Linked DNA regions of Mus musculus: all the other regions are linked to region 2. A link is a contact called in public promoter capture Hi-C data. All regions are on one chromosome and are shown on one strand. The core of a region is the stretch at or near the end of the contact, and the rest is flanking DNA. Distances in the headings are between cores, read along the strand shown. Region 1 holds the start of Akip1 (A kinase (PRKA) interacting protein 1). Region 2 holds the start of Rrm1 (ribonucleotide reductase M1). Region 3 holds the start of Nars2 (asparaginyl-tRNA synthetase 2 (mitochondrial)(putative)).

Region 1 (2,700 bases), core at 129-2,628, 7.3 Mb before region 2:
CAAGTCCAGATCACACCAACTTACCCCACACTGACTTGAAGTATAGTCCATGAATTCAGCCATTGCTCCGAAGGAAGAGCTAAGGGTTGGGCACCTTTCTTCTCTCTGTTGTAATAAATGGCAAGTCATAGGTGAGACCTACAAATCCCCTACTGGAGAAGGACATCATTTGAGAAATAGCCCTTTTTCACTTTTAGGAAAGCTTCTGCAAGCTGAAACTGGTAAGAAGGATCTTGCTGAGAAAAAAAAAAAAAAATCCAACTCTGTAAACTAGATGTGCAATTTATCCAGGAACTAAAATAACTGGTTGGCTGGCTTTACTCACTATTGAGTAATGGGAAAGAACTGTTATTGTTGTTTATGATTTTTTGAGACAAGATCACATGTACACTAGGAAGACTTTGTACTTGATCCTTAGCCCCGACCTCCCAAGTTCTGGCACCACACTAAGAATTGTATTTATTTACTTTAGACAGGGTTTCACTAGGTAACACACGATGGCTTGAAACTTGCTATGTAGAACAGGCTAATCTCGAACTCAAGAGATCTGTCTGCTTCTGCCTCCTGGATGCTGAGATTAATGGTGTGCACCACCACACCCGGTAAGAAATTTTATGTTATAAGTAAGCAGAATACTACTATTCTTTTGTTATTCAAAAAGAATTGGGTCACACCGTGCTTGTACACAACCTCTTTAATACTAGTACCTAAATCGTAGGCAAGAGTTCAAGGCCAGCCTGGGCTATACGAGACCGTGTCAAAAGCAGTTTCCAAACAACGTTTCCACTTTTGCTCCAATGCGTTACATCTTCTGGACATGGGAGGCTTCCTCCCGCCCAGTGGCGGCGGAGAATGACTAGACAGTCCCCCAGCTCCCGGCCTCACCTCTCCTAGGAGGCGCTGGGAACCAGGGACCGACCATCTTTCCTGGTAGGGGCCCTGGCGGTAAAGGACCCCCACGTTGCCTCTGGATCGCTCTGGAGAATGCCAGTCCACTGCCCTCCTCTTGGCGCGCTCCAATACTTCCCTCCCCAGCCGAGCAGAGCGCTGGAGCGAGCGCCGGTCCACTCCGTTCAGCGCCGCGGCCGCCAGACAGTATTCCATGTCTCCCTGGACACATACACAGACAAGTCAACTAGGCCCGGATCCGGGCGGCAACTTCCCCGCGACCCCAACTCCCCCTTCGCCTGCATCGCGCAATCCAAGTGGGGAGGAACTAGCAGGCAGGACCCCTGCCCCTTGCACTTCCGCCTCTCAGACCCTGGGTACAGCCCCTCACCCGGCCTGCTTCTCCGGGCGCACGCGCATAGCGCTCACACGGACACGCCTTCCGTGTTCCCGCGGCCCTTCTTTCGCGCCAGTTGCCAAGCTAACTGCTGCGCGCCGTGGGCGGGGCCTGGCGATGGGCGGAGCCGGTGTGGGCGGGGCCGGGTCGAGGGGCACGTGGGCCCAGCCTTAATCAGCTTCAGACGCGAAGCGGGCGCTTGTTGTCGTTCGAGGACTTTCTTGCCGCGACAGGTCAGTGTGGATCCCGTGACTCGTTGCGCTAAAAACATTTGTGAGAGTAGGTGCATGCGGACCGTATTCAGGGGTCTCGCCACTCCAGAACCACTTTTGTGTGAGGAGGTGATGAGGCTAGCGGACCAACGCGACTGAGGAGGTAGTGCTGGGGAAAGGGCATTCTGTCAGAAGAACTCTCAAGGCTGGGGATGGAGGCCAGACGGAGGTCTTGGAACTGTGGGTGAGGGGACTGGTAAGACTCCAGGGGATGGCAGGTATTTCTTGGCAGGTTGGTAGAGGATGTAGTGGAGTGGTGAGTGGGGAATCCCGTCATTCCCTTCCTGCAGCTTCCTCATTCCTCCCTTGGAAGAACAGATTCACACAATTTTGTTGGAGGTTTATTTGTTTGTTTGTTTTTGACAGTCTCACTGTGCAAACCCTCACTATGTAGACCAGGCTGGCTTTCAGTCTCTTTGGTCCTGGGATCTGGACCTACCATTCAAGCATCAATCGTATCACTTTTTAAAGTAAGAAATGGATCAGATACCTTTCAGAACACCATGGGGCTATGGTGAAAGCCCTGGGTCTCAGCGGGAGTGACACCCCCTGGTGAGCAGCAGGGCGTGAATGGGGAGAAAGTTCCACTTTAAGGAACATTGCTCAGTGCGGGGTGGGTCCCTCACAGGACACAAAGGAATTCTCAGTCCTTAAGTAGTGTGAATAGAGAAACATTTGCCCACAAACCTAGCTACCTGAGATTCCTTGAAATCCATGCCAGAAGCCAGGATCTGTAGTGTGCATCTGTCAGCCCTACCCTGCAACAGTGACATAAGAGGTGAGGACAGGAAATTGGCTAGAACTCCTGGACTAGACACCTTGAATTATATAGTCTAGCAGTAGCAACAAGCAAGACCCTGCCTTACACATGGCAGAAGGTGAGAACGGACTCCCAAAAGTTGTCCTCAGACCTCCATACACTTTCTTTGGCACACATGTACTACATTCACACACATAAAAAATGAGTAAAAAGTAGTCTAGTTCTTATTGATGAATGATTCTCACTTCAACTTCAGGATCTAGGTAGCCTCTATTCTGATTGACATCCCCATAAATTTGCCTTTTTCTGGCGATTCATACAAATAAAATCATATGGTATGTGGCCCTTTGGACCGGTCTCTTTCATTTAGATTACTTTGAGGC
Region 2 (2,849 bases), core at 323-2,822:
CTGTCCCCTCTTAGTTCATGTTCTGAGTTCTCCAGGAAATGAGAACTTGAAGGACACATCAAAATTAAGGAAAGTGTCAGGCAATAAATTCACATTTAACACTGAAGTATAGTTAAGTGAAGGGCTAGAGGTAAGTGACATAAAATCACATAGCATGCAAAGAACCCCTGATACACACTGTATTTACTTACAGGATCAACAAAGTCCATGTTGAGTCCATAACAGAGTTTCTGGATTCGTGATGTAATTTTGTCAAACATAACTCGCTCTTGGCGGCCATCTAAATAATCAAATCACAGTTAGCATTAGCAGTTATTAAGCGGGCAATACCAAAGAATCAAGTATATTCAGCTTTTAAAACTGTTTAAAACAATTAAGAGATTGTCTTTGGGGTCTGCAGAGACTGCTCAGTGGTTAATCATGTCTACTCGGATTAAGTCTTTGTCTATTTGGGTTAAAAGTCTTTGTCTATCGACCTATGATAGAGGAGGCAGCCCTCTGTGAGTTTGAGGCTAGACTGATCTACACAGAGTAAGTTCCAGGCCAGTCAGAGAAACCCTGTCCCAAGAACAAACAATGTAAAAAAAAAAAAAAAAAAAAAAACCTCCCCACAAAAATGCAGAGGCAGGAGAGATGATACTACACTCCCACCTCAGAAGAGACCAGAAAAATGACAGATGTTCAAAAAATGTGGTGTCCTGCCTTTTCTTTTTTTCCTTATTTCCTCCTACACCAGATCATCGACTCCGCGGTTCTTTTGTCTGTTATTTTGTTTAAGAAATGAGGAAAGACAGGCACAGGGCTATTATGAGCTATGGGTTTCAATTCTAACCTCACCAACTACTAGCTGGGGTGGAATGGGGGTGTTGGGGTGCTTTTTCGTGTCTTTGCAACCTCTTCTAAAAAAATGGAGCCAAAAGCAGCTACCTCTGAGGATGGCGGCAAGGAATAACAGTGCTCGGGAACAATCTCAGACAGGGTTGGAGGGAGTCTGGAAGGGAGCACAAAGTCAAAGTCAAAGGGAACACACAAAGGTCAAGAGAATGGGGACAGACTGAGCAGACACAGGCCCAGCTGACAGACAGGGCGGGAAGCGCGGCGGGAAGCGCGGGAAGCGGCGAGGCGCCGCGGGTCGGGCGGGTCGGGCGGGCCGGCGATAGTGACCGCTGGGCTCTCCGCAGCCGGGTCCCCTCTCCTCCTCCCCATCCCCACGGACCCCTCACCTCGCTTGATCACATGCATCGCCGCTAGAAGCTGAAGTGCTGAGAGGTTCGAGACCAGTTAGCAGCTCCGAGGCGAAGAAGGGACAGAGACGACTGTCAGATGTGAAGGGTTGGACTCCGAGAGGCTGCTCGGACGGAGGGATGGAAGCTGCGCGATAGACAGCACTTTCCTCACCAGAGCAGACTAACCGAATTACGAACTCCTTCCCGCTCCCGCCACCCGTGACGTGCAGAGCAACGCGACGGACGGAATTCGAATGACGTTCTTGACGTTTCAACGCCGGGAGTTGAATGGGCGGAAACTGAGCAGTAGACAGACAGCACACGAGTCCCTTGGCCGCCATATTGAGTGTGGGCAAAGCCCGGGAGACTGCGCTCCTTTCCACCACATTGGGTGAAAGCGGACCTGGCGGGAACGAGTTCTCCTGCCGCCATATTGGGTGTGGGCAAGCAAATCTCCCGAGTATTTTTATTTCATAACAAAAAAGTAACCAACCAGATATCCAGAACACCTTTTTCCTTTTTCCTTCTTCCTCCTCCCTTCCCCCTTCCCTACCCCTCTGACTTTTTTTTTTTTTTTTTTGCTATTTTACATTATGGACATTATGGAAACACCAAGATTTTGTTCTGGTTTGCACTAAAGCCTACAACCCGCAAATAAGAAGCAGATAGGAAGCCCGGGGCTCGTAGGTCTACACTCCTCAGTTAAAGAGTGGGGCTAGACCAAAGGTGTTTGAATTTCAGCCTTACAGAAATAGGGGTACTGTGAAACTCTTATGAAGGCCCACAGTCCATTTGCTTTTACAGTTTTGTGGATGGTAGTAGAGATAGGATCAGCAATAAGATAGTCGTCGCCACATTAATACGTGAAAACAGCCAGACATTATGCAGAGACCAAGACATCTGCGAATACTCAGTCCTAAGGGACTTCTCCATCAAATCCCTCCCCAAATGACTCAGGGGGCCCCATAGAAAAGGAGGAAGAAAGAGTGTAAGAACCTAGGGGGATGGAGGACACCGAAGAATCAAGGCCCTCTATGCTCTTATAAACTCTTGAGACTAAGGCAGCATGCCCAGGGCCTGCCTGCCTTCCAGTTTACTAGTGTTTTTTATGGGATTTTATAGTGTTCGCCTGAGTGTGCGAACAAGTGTATCTCTGATTCTTGTTCCTTCTCATGCATTCTGTCCTTCTGTTGGTTCTGTTCAACACTGATGTGCTAGTTTTCTTTCTTTTTTTTTTTTTCTTTTTTCTTTTCTTCCCTTGGAAGCCTGTTTGTTTTCTAACGAGAGACAAAACGGGGCAGGACCCAGATGGGGAGGAACTGGAAGGAGAGAAGGGAAAACATAATCAGGATATGTTATGTGAGGCGAAAAAAAAAATCCATTTTCAATAAAATGGGGGGAAAGGCTAGGTGAAAAAAAGAAAGAATAGTTAAAGTCGTACTTTAAACCTATTCAAGACAAGTATAAAAACTAATTTCGGTCATAAAACTGATCTTCATAAAATAATGTATGTGGCATTCTTTCGCTAAAACCTATCATTTGCTTCTTACACCCTCCAGAAGGGGTCCATCTCCACCCACAACTGACACATCATAGGAAATCCTACATGAAGCTAGAGGACCA
Region 3 (2,882 bases), core at 378-2,877, 5.5 Mb after region 2:
TCAAAGTTATTATATATTTTACTCTTACAACACACCTCCATGCAGTTGAAACACACTCAGGTGCTCAGAGCCACAAGTTGACTAGCAGTTTCCATATTATACCACTAAGCACCCAAATAAAAGGTCTGTTACCTCCGTAGTAGGTTCAGTTCATCTTTGACTCTTCTTTTGTTCATCACACAAATCAAGGTACAAAGAGTACAGCAAACAGTTTTGATAACTTTTGATTGGGATCATGGAACAAGTAATAAACCCAAAGAAATGCAAGGAAGAACAGCTTGGTCATAGTGCCAGATATCAGGAATATGGGTAAGACCTATTAGTTTATTTCAGTAATTCAAGAGGAAACAGCCAAGCACCAGTCTTACTCTTTCTGTGCTTTTAGGAATTTATTCAAAGCTGTCACAAATAACAGCATCTAACACTGACTGAGAGGCCTCTGTTCTAAATAGCCTGTCTTCATTAACCCGTTTAATTTTCAGAACTCTCCAAAATATAGACTATTATCTCCATTTTCATAAGAGAAACTGGGGCCTGAGGCACTGTCGTGACATGCCTATAAGTAACAAGCTACATAGTAGGGCAAGCGAATTAAGCCAAGGCAACTGCAGCCCTTAGCTTGTCAAACTACAACATTCTGCTCTTTCTCCTAGTTTAAATACATGGAAATCTCAGGAGCCTGAGTGACTGAAATTGAAAAGGTATGGATTCTCCTGTGTCCAACTTGTGTACAATGAGCCGCAGTGAGCAACTGAGGATAGCTATGAATGCAGCCCAACACGGACTCGTAAACTTTGAGACTTTTTAACTGGAGGGTAGAGGCGGTAACTCAAGTATGAACTTGGTAGGTGGAGACCTCATGTTGCAATGTCAAAAGGCTGGACACACCTGGAACCACTATTTCCTGCCAGCCAGGTGAACAGGAAAAAAGGAAAGACAGAATTTCTGTTCTCAAGGAACTAGGGCAAAGCATCCCAAGTTATTACTATAAAACTAAATAAATAAATAAATAAATAAGGGAGTGTTCATTTCAACTTTTCCGCATGATTAAAGTGTTTACAAGAAACCCCTAGGTGTCATGAAAACTCAGCTGCTGCACTTGTGATCGTCAGAACGATTTGCAAAAATAACAGTGCGGTCCCAGAAGTGTAGACTCTGGAGACAGCTCAAGTCAAGCAAGCTCAGGCAGCAGTCTTTCCACACACCCACCTGCACCGTTACGCACTCCCCTCTCGCGTCCTGGACCCTGAGGGCGTCCCGCACGCGCATTTTGGCAGACGCGCGGGGCCTGGGGCAGGAAACGGAGGAACAGAGGCGCAGCGCGCCGAGCAGGCGCCGGGCCCCGAGCATGGCGAGACCGGACAGGGTTCCACGGGATGCCGGGCTACGTCCCGGCTCACAGTCCCCGAGAGCAGCCTTTTTCAGCCGCGCAGTCCTGCCGTCATGCGCTCCTGTCGCTCTTCCCTCCGCGCCCCGAGCAGTTCCCACGGGACCCCACCTCCGCGTCCCGCTCCCGAAAGCACAGAAGGTTCGACTACACGGAACACAGCGGTCAGTGTCACACCGTACATGGGACCGGAGTGCAGACCCAGACTTAAAGCACGTTGCAACTGAGCTACGTCACCCCGTGCTCGCTCTTCCGTCATCACGCTGGGTGGAGTCTGAGCATGCGTGATTGTGTCCGGGAGCTCGTGAGGCGCCGCACCGGTAGGGGCGGTGCAGGAGCTGAGGTGGGCGGGGCTAAGGCGCAAGGGCTGTCTCAGGTTTCTCAGAAATAGCTACTGTTGGGTCATCTCTAGGGAGACTGAGGAATACTTGTGGGCAGTATTGACAGATGCAGAAGGCAAGTGTCTGTGCAGAGTCTTAGGGGTGGAGAGGAGTTCTGAGCTCTGGGAAGTCAGTCTCCAGACGTAGTACCTGCTGAAGTCACTGTTGGGTGGTAGCCAAACAATTCGTTGCTTAAAAAGGAGCTTTGCCTGCCAGAATGGGCAAATCTTTTCTCTTACTTGCATTTGTTTGAAAAGAAAAAAATGGCCTTTGCATATATTCAGCTACATTTTAAGTTTACACAAAAATATTTTTTCGTAACTCAGTGAGACACATGATAATGCTTTTATCTAGTTAAACAAGAAAAGGTCAAAATAAGGACTAATTAAGTTGCCACGATGAGACACCATACATAGTCCTGTTCATCAAGGAGCTTATGATGAAAAGATGTTGGTTGGGGAACAGAGACAGAGAGGGAGAGATAGAGACACAGAGACAGACAAAGAGACAGTGAGACAGAAACCGAGAGAAACCATCACATTATACCCAGCAAGAGCACACATAGATATGTGTGTGGTAAGTGGAGTGGCGACCCAGAGAAAGAGATAATTAGGCTGAGTTTGAGGAAGGTTAGAATTTTTCCAGATGAGAATGTCAGAAATTTTCCTGTAAGAGGAGGACAGGAAAATCTGCTGGGAAGGAAAATGGCCTGAAAGAATTGTAAAACTCTTCTCTGGACAGACTTGAAAATATCTCCAATAAAAATACTTTGGGGCACTTCTGGAACCTTGAGAAAGGAAAAATCAAAAACTTGTAGCCTTCCAAATATGTAGAGATAGCTTATATCTTAAAGTATAAAAGTATATTCGATACCCCCCCCAAAAAAAAAAGTGAAACCAGCAACCAGCAAGCTCAATTTCTCTTCAGGTTAATTCTTCTGTCTCATCTTTCTTCCTCCTCTTTGCTCTGCTAAGTCTCAGGGAGACTATCTTCCTCTACTTAAGGCAAAGGGTTAATTAGGAAACTAAGCAGAGAACCATTGTTCAGTAACTCAAGGGAAAGGGACCCCAGTGGGTAAAATGGGAAATTAGCAGTGGGTAATCTAAAGTGTGTAG

The links. Promoter capture Hi-C pulls out the DNA fragments that hold promoters and counts their contacts.
Region 1: a contact with region 2 is called in a promoter capture Hi-C map of pre-B cells, with 6 times the contacts expected there. The contact joins the promoter of Akip1 here to the promoter of Rrm1 in region 2. A contact is called at or near these places in 4 of 39 promoter capture datasets (cranial neural crest, liver, maxillary cranial neural crest and 1 more).
Region 3: a promoter capture Hi-C map of liver shows a contact between it and region 2, with 3 times the contacts expected there. The contact joins the promoter of Nars2 here to the promoter of Rrm1 in region 2. A contact is called at or near these places in 3 of 39 promoter capture datasets (hippocampal neurons and liver).

The regions. Positions count from the first base shown.
Region 1 is chr7:109,702,356-109,705,055 of GRCm38.p6, reverse strand. Akip1 (A kinase (PRKA) interacting protein 1) reads right to left here and starts at 1,378. Exons shown (of 6, transcript NM_020616.2): 1 at 1,280-1,378; 2 at 886-1,110; 3 at 25-105. The coding sequence starts at 1,104. It also overlaps a transcript of Denn2b not described here.
Region 2 is chr7:102,440,418-102,443,266 of GRCm38.p6, reverse strand. Rrm1 (ribonucleotide reductase M1) reads right to left here and starts at 1,572. Exons shown (of 19, transcript NM_009103.3): 1 at 1,224-1,572; 2 at 192-280. The coding sequence starts at 1,242.
Region 3 is chr7:96,950,272-96,953,153 of GRCm38.p6, reverse strand. Nars2 (asparaginyl-tRNA synthetase 2 (mitochondrial)(putative)) reads right to left here and starts at 1,627. Exons shown (of 14, transcript NM_153591.4): 1 at 1,210-1,627. The coding sequence starts at 1,350.